Regions from separate parts of the Mus musculus genome. Here region 1 is linked to region 2. The links are chromatin contacts, called in public Hi-C maps. All regions are on one chromosome and are shown on one strand. Each heading gives the region's core, a stretch centred on a gene start, on an enhancer-like site or on the middle of the called end of the contact. The rest is flanking DNA. Distances are from core to core; before and after follow the strand shown. Region 1 overlaps Fstl1 (follistatin-like 1). Region 2 overlaps Rabl3 (RAB, member RAS oncogene family-like 3).

What was found. Hi-C and Micro-C count contacts between places; a contact is called where the count stands out from the background.
Region 1: a contact with region 2 is called in a Hi-C map of cortical neurons, with 4 times the contacts expected there. The contact joins two enhancer-like sites. A contact is called at or near these places in 2 of 484 Hi-C or Micro-C datasets (both in cortical neurons) and 1 of 9 other capture datasets (adipose tissue).

The regions. Positions count from the first base shown.
Region 1 is chr16:37,812,266-37,818,504 of GRCm38.p6, reverse strand. Fstl1 (follistatin-like 1) reads right to left here. Exons shown (of 11, transcript NM_008047.5): 3 at 2,695-2,799. Among named protein-coding and RNA genes, the nearest start is that of Gm41452, 34 kb to the left of the region's middle. Within about 2 kb of position 3,979, at least 176 of the 459 cell types and tissues checked have an H3K27ac peak or open chromatin away from gene starts, as enhancers often do. A contact at or near this core is called in cortical neurons, where this site is marked.
Region 2 is chr16:37,563,365-37,569,512 of GRCm38.p6, reverse strand. It overlaps Rabl3 (RAB, member RAS oncogene family-like 3), which reads right to left. Exons shown (of 8, transcript NM_001042499.1): 5 at 5,747-5,897; 6 at 2,122-2,193. Among named protein-coding and RNA genes, the nearest start is that of Hgd, 14 kb to the left of the region's middle. Within about 2 kb of position 3,897, at least 15 of the 459 cell types and tissues checked have an H3K27ac peak or open chromatin away from gene starts, as enhancers often do. A contact at or near this core is called in cortical neurons, where this site is marked.

The DNA.
Region 1 (6,239 bases), core at 2,730-5,229, 250 kb before region 2:
TGCTATCCTTTCCTTGTGAGAATACAGTGTTCAAATGTTCACTGGCAAGAAGAGACCAGGCCCTCACCAGACAATAAATGAATTTGCTTTGATTTTGCACCTCACAGCCTCCAAAACTGCGAGAAGTATACAAGTCTATGATTTAGAAAAGTTCCTAGCTCAGGCATTCCACAATGGAAATTCTGTCTCTGTCTCTGTCTCTGTCTCTGTCTCTGTCTCTGTCTCTGTCTCTGTTACAAGGACTTCTTTCTCTTCTTCTCTGTAGTATTTGGGAGCTATTCAGCTTTTGTCCTGATTTCACAACCAGTGTTGTAAGGCTGACAGAGAGGGTGAAAGACTGCAGGAAATCATAATGGACAGAAATACGGAATAAAGTTCATTCGGCTTGTAGGCACACTAGAGTTACTTGAGGTATGAAGGGGAAAAAAACAAAACAAAACAAAAACAGCTATAAAAAGAAGCAGAGTTCTGAGCCAGGAAGTGACTCCGACCCTTTCAAGGTAAGAAAGGTGGACTGCACTTATTCACCGAACTGGCATTTACTACTGTTGCTCACCAAGTTTTCCATACTAGGCAAAACCAACATGGGTATTACAGCAACTCCTGGGAATTTGCTTAGAATCACACAATTACCATGGACAAGCTGAGCCTAGAAGTCAGATTTTTAGTCTAATTAATGTTACCATATGGTAGCATACATACTTCTAATGCAGACCTCCAGCGTGAAGGGATCCTAACAGGATCAGGTTTTAGGTTTCAAGTTGGTACATTTTCCCTTAAATGCAATAAGTTAGGGTCTAACCCATTTCCAGGATACAGGGCAGCTTGATAGAAGGGAGAAGAGAAAAGCCCATGGCCATTGTATTCACATTCATATTAAGAATGAAGATTTATTAAAGTCTTGCTTACTTCTCAAGGCTTATTTTGCCTTTCAAATGCCATTTAAAAACAAAACTCAAAGCTGACACTCTGTCTGATAATTTAAAAATCTGCATACCCTTTGACCCAGAAGGTGCCCAGTGGCCATCAATTCTAAAAAATAAAGGGTATTTGTAAAATGATACTATTGTTGTGGTAAACAACCCCAGAGAACTACTTAAATATCCATCTCTTAGGAAATGAATGAATAAATTTACATTTCTAAATATTACACAGTTGTTTTAAAATGAGCTAAAAAAAAATCTATGCTGATATGGGTGGCTTCCATGGCCCACCAAAGGCTGCAAAGTAAATTGCACAGACCTATGTGTGGAAATGTTATTTTGTATAAAATAGATAGGGGAAAGTCTAGTGTTTAGAAAAGTTGTTAGTGCCAGTTACCTAAGACTAATGAGAACTGAGCGCCATTAGTACAAATGTCTAAATACCTATGCTATTTAACACACAAACAATTAGTAACTTTTTAATTTAAAGAAAAGTTTAAAATGTAATACCATACCTAATTTCATGTATTGCAATACAGTTTACATATTAAGTAACACTGCAATGGAGTGACTTCATAGAGTTTTAAGTTGAAGGAAAAAAGGAACCATTTACTCTTACAGAGTCTCCCCTCAGAACATTTTTTTTAGGTCACTTTTTCAAAGTGGGTCAATGTGACGAATATACTTGTGACTAGCCATGTGACCTCTTGTTACACCAGCAGTCAGTGGAATTACAAAGATTGTTCAACTATCACAACCACTATCTCAAAGGATGGACACACGTTGGATTCGTATGGAAAACTACACAATTCTTGCTCCTTCAGATGCAGCACAAAAACAAATAAACCCAAAATTCAAAAGGTAGAAACTATGACAGACTAGAAACTAGACAAAATATTGATGTACATCCTTTCATGACTCATGCGTCCCTCTGTCCATCCTACCTCACCGATGACTGCATCGTAGCACCCCTTCCTCTCTCAACCTCAACTGTACCCTCCTGTACACCTCTCTGTGTTATATGTGTGGTCTAGGATCCACATGGGAAGGAGAACATGCGTTTTGTTTTTCTTCCTGAGCCTGAATCATCTCACTTAATAGTACACCTTCTAGGTCCATCTATTTTCCTACACATTTCATTTTTCTTTAAAGATAAATAATATTTCTTTTTATATCATTTTAAAAACTATTATTTTATGTATGTGAGCGTACTGTCACACCAGTAGAGGGCATTGGATCCCATTACAGATAGTAGTGAGCCCCTAGGACCTCTTTGAACTCAGGACCTCTGGAAGAGCTGTCAGTGCTCTTAATCACTGAGCCATCTCTCCAGCCCTGAATAATTATTCATTGTCTATATGTCCCACATTTCCATCATCTGTTCATATGCTGATGGACAACCAGACTGGTTCTATTTTCTTGTTAACATCATTTTTTTTTCTTTTTTTTTCTTTTTCTTTCTTTTTTGGTGTTCATGTATGTATTGAGGCCAAAGATCCATATTGTGTTGTCCTTGGTTGTTTTCAGTATAACTTTCTGAGATAGAGTTATCACTATGCCTGGAGCTCATGATTTGGCTGGAATGGTTAGTCAGTGAACTCCATGGATTTGCCTCCTCTCGCCCAGCACTGCGGTCAGTGCCTCCTGCTGCCATGCCAGTCATCTGTGTAGGTCCTGAGGCTGTGATGGCAGCAAGCGCATCTCCTACTGAGCAAGTTCTCAAGGACCCCCTAAACAGTCAGCACCCCCCATGCCTGACACCAGGACTCACCTCAATGCAGAGGCACGTGGGCTCCCCCTTCTCTGTGACGGCACATTCCCTGCCAGCTCCACAAAACACATTGGCGCAGATCTTGGATTTGCTTCTAGGTTCCTCCTAAAACACAGATCATAAAGGATGCCACGTTACTGAGATGAGCCCATCACAGGATGAAACATTGGTGGTAATGACCTTTCAGGCTTGGGGCTTCCGTGTGCCAAAAGTTATCTTTTAGCATCAGACTCACAGGCATTGTTCTGGCTCAGGTACAGGCACTGAAGATTGTTCCCCTGTGAAGAGTGACTTTCTTGCATCCTTCCTCATTAAAAAAAAATACGGTTTGAGCATTTGTGATAAAGCCAGCACTATGCTAAGGGCTAGAGCTACACAGGGCAATCTTTGATCTCATGAACTCTGTGACTCTCAGGGAGGAACACATATACGGAAGGGCCACAGTGGGTGCTCTGGGGAGCAGGGGTGTATGGGAGAATCAGATGGCCCTTTCTGAAGATTCCACACCTTAACTGTCTCTTTAAGGATGAGAAGTCTAAGCTAGGAAGAAATGGAAACACTGGAGACACATCCAGACATCTTAACACCAAGGTATTTACTGCAATACCATCTGAAAGGACCGAAGGATGGTCACCATGTGGATATGCTATGATATCCAGCCACTCTCTGTGTGTACCCAGGCTACAAGATGAAGAGGACCAAACCCACTCCAAAAAGAGTATGGCCCCCAAGCTTCTTGCTGGTCAGGTTTCCTGTTCAGACAGATGTTACAGAACTGCAGGGAGAGGAAGGTCTGTATGCCACATGTGGATTGTGATAGGACCAGTTTGTTGGTGGTACATTCCTTTACTCCCACGACATTCACCCCCCAGCTCTGTGGTAGTGGTGGATAAACAAAGACAGGGATTCCCCCGGGGCCTCTGTTCCGCCAGGCTGGGCTGGCTGAATCACCCAAGGCTTCCAGGCCTTAGACGACTGGGCTGGAGCTGGTTACAAAACAACAAAGACAGAAGAGGCCTACGAATGACTTGGGTAACAGCAAAGTCCACATTTCCAGCCCTTGCCTACAGTGTATCTAAAGAACTCATACCTACAAGGCTTACTGTAACAGTAAATGTTTTAAACGGGGGAACCAGACACACACACACACACACACACACACACACACACACACACACACACACACACACACACACGGAAACAAAGTAGAGGCTTGAGAGGTGATGGGTCCATAATAGCTGCTCTGCTGCCACTTGGAGGCTGCTCTGCAAACTCCAGGTTATTCTTGTCTCCCATAAGCCCCCTTGCCTGCCATGCAGAGCTCTCATTGGTCTAGAACTCATTTGCATGCTCAGATCTCATTGGCTTAAATGCTGTTGCTAAACTAATTTTTTTTTTTAAAATGTTGCTAAGGAGAATTCAAAAAAGCTGGCAGACAGTGAAGAAAAGAGGAAGTAATTCCCAGAAGGGTGGAGGATGGATTTAGATCTTTGTTTCCTAAACAGAGAGGGGGAATAAAATTGAGCAAACTCTTCAGACAGACAGGGCTCTCCCTCTTGTGGGAGCTGTGTCTCCGAGCAAAAAGCAGAGCCAGAAGGGAATAGAAAAAGACAGTGCTGATTGTTATAAAAGACAATTCCAGTGGCCTCTTCAACTTCCCTGAGCTGAACACTTTAACCCCTGGGCCTATCACAGGAGCTGAAGATACACAAATGCACAAATCAGTGAGCTTTGGCATATGTCTGCATTCAAGGAAAAACTCAAATGTTCCCAGTGTGTACTTAACTAGTCCCTCTGATCCTTTAAACTACACATCTCCTCGTCTGTGGGGCAGGAGAAAATGGTGGGTGGGGGAGGGGGCGAGCATGATCAAGGGGACACCTTACAGGGCTGCTTGCAGAAGATCCTGCCGAGTTCAGAGCCTCATCTTGTCTCATGTGCATGTTTATTGTTTAGTTATTGGTGTGTGGGAGGGGCACACCAGTCAGGGCAAGTTTGTGGAGGTCAGAGGATGGCTTTTTGGGTGTGTGTGTGTGTGTGGGGGGGGTTCTCTTTCCATCGGGTGAGTTCCAGAGATTGACCTCTGGCCCTCTGGCCTGGCTACAAGTGTTTTTACCCAATGAGCTACCCCCTCTTCTCTCCTACTGTGGTAAATATTCCTAATAAACACTATTATGTGGAATCTGAATTCAACCCAAGTCATTTGCACAGGTAGCTCACTGACGTTATGTTTGGAGGAGAACACCTTTTTCTTTCACCCTAACAACTAGTACTTGAAGAGTGCAATTAAAAACGTGAATGTTTTCACACACAGCATTTCACCTTACTGCATGGCTAACCTGAGAAGAGCATGCATATGATTATTAGCTCCATTTTACAAACGAGCAATTTGAGGCCCCAAAAGGTCAAATAATTTGCCTAAGTTCCCCAAACTAAAAAGAGAGAGAGAGAGAGAGAGAGAGAGAGAGAGAAACCTCTATTCAGCCCACGGGTAACTAAGAATCCATTTGTAAACACCTGGCTTCCCTCAAAGTGACCTACTATGGTTGGTGCTACTTAAGCGCTCTATATGTTCCTAATTCCAGAGTCATATTATCCCTCTTTTACAGGTAGGAAAGCTGACTTGAGAGGCCCAGTAACAAAAAGCGATAGAGTTGGATGTTCCTCCAACCAAAGGCAAATGATTCCTTTATGTTTGGTTGATTCTTACATCCGTATGCATTAAGGTTAGGGAAACTATAATGGGAATATGGATGTTACAATAGCAAGTGTAAGGCGTTTAGATCCCATATGCAGCACTCATACCCAGCCCCCTTCTTTATCTGCCACGAGTATTCTCTTGCAACCCCCTTCCTTGGGTGCAGACATAAAACATTGAAGGTTAGAATTGTCTTGAGAATTAACTGAGCCGCGCCATGTGCTGTGTAACAGGAAGCGACTGTCACTACAGGGGGTGATTTATTTTCAGTTTCCCCTGCGAAATGATGTCACTGTCACCTTGGACTGTCATGTCCCCATTCTTCCCTGTCTCATTGACAGTGGAAAGGTACGCCAGTGCCGAACTGACAGGATGCAAAATGCAAAGGGCCCAGCAACCCCTGGAGGGCCTTTCATACAGCAGAGATGGAGGAGGCTCTGGTTATATAAGCGGTCTCTTTGCAGGTGATATATCTGTCAATAGGTGGCAATCTCTCTCTTTGTCTCACACAGCCCTGAGCCGCATTGCAGAAGAGCCTTCCTGGCTGCTGCAGCCCCGCTCTGTCCTTTCAGTGAGAAATACAGGCGTGAGGGAGAGGAGGGTAGACCCGCCAGGGACACAGGCAGAAGGATCTGCCAGTGTGGGAAGGCTGTCTATTCTGTGGTGCTCAAAGCCATTCCGTCACCTCCTCACAGTGAGTATGCTTGATTACAGACGTCAAGGTCAAAAATGAAGGGCACTTCCTCTAGGGAAGCATTTCTTTGTGCCATTCAAAGCTGTCCATTAAACCCCAACATCTTTGAGAAGCCAAAGTATTGGAGCCATTCCTTAAGGCTGTTGGAAAGTT
Region 2 (6,148 bases), core at 2,648-5,147:
AGTCCTTTCAGGGCTTGCTGAATTTGTCAGGGGGAAGACAGGCTAAAGCAGTGGATGTATCTTATAAAACATCACAGCTCGTGTGAAGAAACTCACACGTCCTAACACAATGGGTTTGAGGACCATGCTTTCAGATGATGAAGGAGAGTATAAAAAATACGGATTTCCAGTCTATCCCTGTAGACACTGCACTGGTTGCAGAGGTGCTGCTGCAAGGGAAACATCAAGTAAGTTACAGATGAGGTGCAGATGGACTAAGACAGTCGCATCTGGAGGGATGAAGCTGGGAAGCCTTCTGACACAGAGCACAACCTGTCCTTTCAGGCCTGGGAAGCTTGCTCACAATTGCCTAAGAGAAATTATTCTGGTTTTCGCTCCTGGAGACTGTGTCTGAGTTAGTATTTGAAGTCATATGAGACTAGGACAAAGATGCACTCATTGGCCTTTGAGGTAGAAAACCTGGTTTCTGGTTAGCATACACCTTGAAACACTGAGTCCCTGAAGCCCCCAAAGGACTGATGCCTTTCCTCGTTCTCAGCAGGACAGAGTCACCTTATCACGCAGGCATAGACTTATCACCAGCTAAGAAAATCTGGAGGACCCAGCCCACCTCTAGTCGACGCAGCCTTGGCATTCTGAAAGGTTTTCTCTACAGAAAATGGGGCAGACCTGTATTGCCATGTATTTTGCTTTCATATTCAGTACACGTTGTGTAAGACCAGCCAATCGTTTTGCTGATGCATTCTTTACTGAGACTTAGACAACAAAGCTAGCTTACTCTTTTGCTGAGAGTTGTTCACCCCCAACTCACGAAGTCCTCTCTTATGCATATTACTCCTTTCTTAAAACCAACCTATCTATCTATCTATCTATCTATCTATCTATCTATCTATCTATCTATCTATTTATGAATGAAGCTTTGCTGATAACTTAGGCTATGCTAGTCTAAAATCCATTGTTTCTCTAGGATGTGACTTAAGAGCTCTTAGCTTTAAAAACACTTAAAACACATAAACGTATACTATGTGGCCTTTCCAGATCAAACCCAGATCTATAGGATGCTGTTTTAAGGGACAGGGTTTTGTATTAGATGGGGACACGGATCTAAACCAAGCAGATGCTGCAACATTTTAGATTTGAAAACAATATGGAGAGAATATATAGTTCCTTGTACCACTTCCCAAGAAAAGGCTAATATCTGTGCAGCCTAGCAAGGGAGAACAGAGACTGTCACTTTCCCAGGCCCTAGCTAGACGGTAGGCCTCTGAGAACCACAGTCCCCTACTGGATATATATATATTCCATAAGGAACATCTGTAATTTTAAAACTTTATTTATTTTATGTTTATTTATATGTATATGTGCAGTGTGTGTACCTGCTTGCTTGCATGTGCACCACAGAGGCCAGAAGAGGGTAGTGGATCGCTGGTGCTAGAGTCACAGGTGGTTGTGAGCAGCTCTCTGTGGGTTTGGAGACCTAAATCTGAGTCCTTTGAAGGAGTAGCAACTGCTCTTAACCATTGAGCAATTTTTCCAGCATTGACTAGACCTAACATAGAGATGATTTTTTTCAGTAATTCATGCAGAACAAAGTCCTATATTGCGCTGCTATGCGAAATGGGCAGGAGGTAAGGCAGCTGCATAGCCTGGAGATGCAGATGAGCAGGGCTCCAGCTCAGTGTCAGGAGGGTGCAGATGTTCCTCACAGGGAAACAACAGACTCCAGGAGACAGCTTAGCTTTACAAAGTAATAGCGACATTTACATGGAAAATATTCATAGCTGAGAGAATAAAGGGCTTTAACCTCTGTTCGGTGCCTCTGGAGAGACGTAATTACACAAAGCACTAAACAACAGCTGACTATAAACTGTTTTGAGGAAGACTCCTATCTTTTTAAGAACCCCCACTCAATCCAATAGCCTTTACTCTTTGCTTAGAGAGCGCTAGCGATGGAGTAAGTACGTCAGCAGGCCTTGAGCAATTATTCCAACAGATAAGAGAGATCAAAACAGGTATTCAGGCTGTGAAGTTTTGGGCAAAGGAACAAAAGGACACAGCATTCTACAAAGAGTTTAAGCTATCATATGTTAAGTTTAAAAATAACTTAATTGAAGCCATTACCTTATCAAAAAATCTACTGAGCTTGACAGCATTGGAGGAGCCTGCAGCTGAGGACCGTGGGTTTGTGCAATCCTGGAAGACAAAGGCGCACAGAGAAAAGCCAGGAGTGAGGCTCCAGTGCCATTCTGTATAAGTCATCGGAATGCTCACAAAATACAAAGCAATACTCAGATTATGATACGTGAGCAGGAAGGCAAAGAAGGTGCAGCCATTTAGTCCTGTCATCTGAGCAATATTGGAGGATACTAACTCCACACACCCATCATTAATTACTAGCATATTGTTAACAAAACCAAGGGACTGATCAGGTGACCTGCATATGTTAACAAAATCACATCAACAGGATTTATGTAAACACGTACTGCAGACCAGGGACTAAGTGTTTAACGAGTTAAGAACTATGCAGTCTGTATAATAGTTGGAAACATGAAAATAAGATTTAGCCAAAGAACAAACAGTTGTAAGGAATTTCTCCCTTTCTTCATATAACAAAAGGCATACTGGTTCTGATAATAATAGATATATTATCTAGGAAGATTCTTTACGTAGGAAGCACAGAGCTCAGAGGAGGCTGCACAGCCTGGGACACTAAGTCATCACAACACCTTGTAAATAACAGCGAGTCAGCTTTGATCTTTACCTCAAATGCCACCAAGACCAAATTGTACAGGTATCATTCAGACTCCTTCATAAAGATAAGTGTCTTGCAAGCATCTGTGGGCCCTCCGTGCCTCTTGAGCAGTTTCTGAAATGATTCTTGCTGTAACAGCCAGGCCCACATATTTCCTTCTAATCCATTTAGTAGCAATGTCAACACAGCATTTCAAGGATTGCCCTTTAAACAATGGCAGCAACTATAACAGTTCTCACCCCCCCCGCCCCCCCCCCCCGCCAGGAGTGGGGAGGTAGGAAAGGGGGCTAACTGCTTATAATTACAATAGTTTCCAAAGATCATAAAATACTAGGGGAATCAGCATCTTGGAGGCCAGTAATCTCTGTCTTCAAGTATCTGTGCCAACGTTTCCAGATTGTGTACCCTGCTTAAGTCATTATGGCTCTAAAGTTGGGCTTACTCATTTGTGAAACGGAGATGATTCTATTCAGAGTTTTGTGAAATGCAAAGAGGTACTGCACGCCTGTCACACAGCAGGCACTGGGGCATCAGTTCTCTTTCTCATTGTTACAAATGCTATCAGACTGAATTTTCAAGCACAGAAACATTTAATTTAATACAGATAATCCCATGTGTGGATTAACTACCCGGGTATCTCACCGTGTACACACTGCTGAATTTGCAATAATGTTTGAACACATTTCTGTACCAGTTGGGACAGATGAGAAATCAACCTTAGACCTGCATTAGATGGTTTTGCGAAATGGTTATTGATTACCTCATCAGAACATTTAATGACGACTCTAAGTAAGAGTTAAAATTACTAAATAAAAAAAAACCCTAAATCAAATGGCAATCAAACAAGTTGCCATCTCCCCCATAAAATTAACTACTGGGCTCCACAATTTAGGTTGAGCAGGAAATCTGAAACTACATCCTTTTTAGGATGAAAATTTTGGAGCTGAAAAAGCCATCTGCCATTGATCATGGCTGAGGGAGAGCCTGAAAATCAGAAGCTCTAAACAGCTTGTGTGAATGTGGAAAACGACCAGAAACTAAATAAACACACATGAGAAAATAGACTATATACGTAATAACCCTAGTGCCTACTTTTAGTTAAATAATTTGCATTTACAAAGGCATAGAGAAATCCTGACTCCACTCTTGATACATGTGTGTTGGATTCAGGCTTCTTTGTAGGCGTAATGGTGAGCTAGCACTAATGCTACCACCATATTAGTCTCAGTTTGAGGTTCTACGTTTGCTTGTCTGACTCTATTTTCAATTCTCATATTCATCTGCCTTCCTGCACTTTAATTTTTTGTATCCTCATTAGCCACTTCTAGTATTGTTTCTGTTGTGTTGTGAAAGGACACACTGACAAACTAAAGACATGTCATATGTAAGTCCTTGGGAGACTGTCCTACTGCTTATCTTTTGGTTTTGCTAACAGCTGAAGCCGGCCTAGCCTCTGTAAGATAAGGACAAATAATGTGTCTAGCTGGTTGTCAGAGACACCAGTAGGCACTAGACAAAGATACATTCAGAAACATATTCAAGTTACTACTGGAACTAAACATGCATATTTAATGGCAAATAATGTGCAAATAAAGTCACTGCAGCACTAATCTACAGAGATAGCACACTTTTATAATCTATATGGTAGGGAGCCACTTGAGCACTAGGATCCAACACTGACTACCGGGGTATTTACATTGACCATTCCATGGTGGTAAATGCAAACAGGGGGCACATTCCACTGTACAATAAAATATAAGAAACAATGGAGGGCAGGCAGAGACTGAACCAGACAGGTAGAGGCAATGTTTACAGATGTTAATTCACTGAGCAAAAGGTATCAGACTCACTTGAATGATCTGGCGGAGGCTCCAGCTCAGTGGTAAAGTGTTTCTCATGTGTAAGGCTCAGTACCACATTACAAAACAAAGCATTAACAGTGAGCTCCTGCCAGCATTCTGAGCACAAAGCTCTGACTTGAAGAGCAGTCATTATAAACATTCATAGGTGCTGTTGGTAATATAACTATGCAGTGAGCTTTGGGTAACTGTTGATATAAATGATTTCAAAGCACCTTCATTTTAAATCTTAGTTGAAGGGTAATCAAGTGGGAAAGGGACTTAAGTTGTATAGTCGGAGCGCCTTATTTGACTTCATCTTTAAAATGGAGCTAGAAGTACCTACATTACGTGTGATGTGATACCTGTAAACCTTACAACTGCATCTGGAGAACAGCTGCCCTCCAAGTGCTGGCCACTGGCTCAGTCAGCACTGCACACCTGAACAACAGTGTACTGACAGCGTGGCAATCCTGCTTATGAGCATCGATAACTCATCTCCACCTCCGAGGCTGCGGGCGAGGTCTTGTTCTGGGGAGTGGGAATTGGTTTATATGCGTTGTTTCCTAGCTCGTTAGCATTCTGTTCTAATTAAGCTAGCTATCACAGAGTTTCTATATGTAAGACTTTATATACATCAGTCCTTATGACACATTCCTGGTTTACAGTGTGCAACTTCCTCATACATCTGCTTGTGTGCCCTTCAAATTAAGCAGTTGTGGTAAGCAGTTAAGAGGTTTTTTTCTTTCATTTTACTTATTTTATTTTATTTTGGTTTTCTGAGACAGGCTTTCTCTGTCTCCTGGAACTCACTCAGAGATCCATCTGCCTCTGCCTCCTGAGTGCTGGGATTAAGAGCTTTTTTTTTTTCTTCCAAAAACAACAATAACCAATGTATGCCTTAATTGATAGGATTATTTTGAGTTTGGTATGCTTTTTAAGTTTTTTCAAAAAAGAGGCTATGATTTGTACTATTCGCAGAATATAGCTTGAGGATTCCAACAGCCCAGTGTACAAGTTCAAAGTGAAAGAGACCTTCATGTGATAGTCTAGACAGGCTGACTCTGATTTGTTCTGGATTGGTGAGCTGCGGATTTGAGTATAAAGCTGCTTTGCCTAGAATATAACCTAGACACACATTGGTGAAAGTACATACCAAATTAATCTCTTCAGCATTGAAGTCCTCAGCCAGGAAAGCAGTCCTGATTAAAACTTCATGGCGCTTGGTTTCATGAATCTGGTCCAGTTTAGTCCCTATTACCAACAGTGGGATTTGGTTATCAGCAAACTGTTCTCGGTCATAATCCCTGTGGTAAATAACCATGAAGAGGAGAATAGAATTTACCTTCCCAACGTAGATGTGTATTCTTTAAATGCAAGGTGCTTACACAACTTTAGTGATAATTAACTTATTGCTGCTCATCGTCACCTATAAATCTTTTTTCTCCTGCTATCTTTAATGTATCTTCATGATCAGCCCATCATCTATTGAATTCCAACTCTTCATCTTATTATTCAAAGTCTGTTTCTGTGTCTCTTTATAGCAGATAACTAGGAT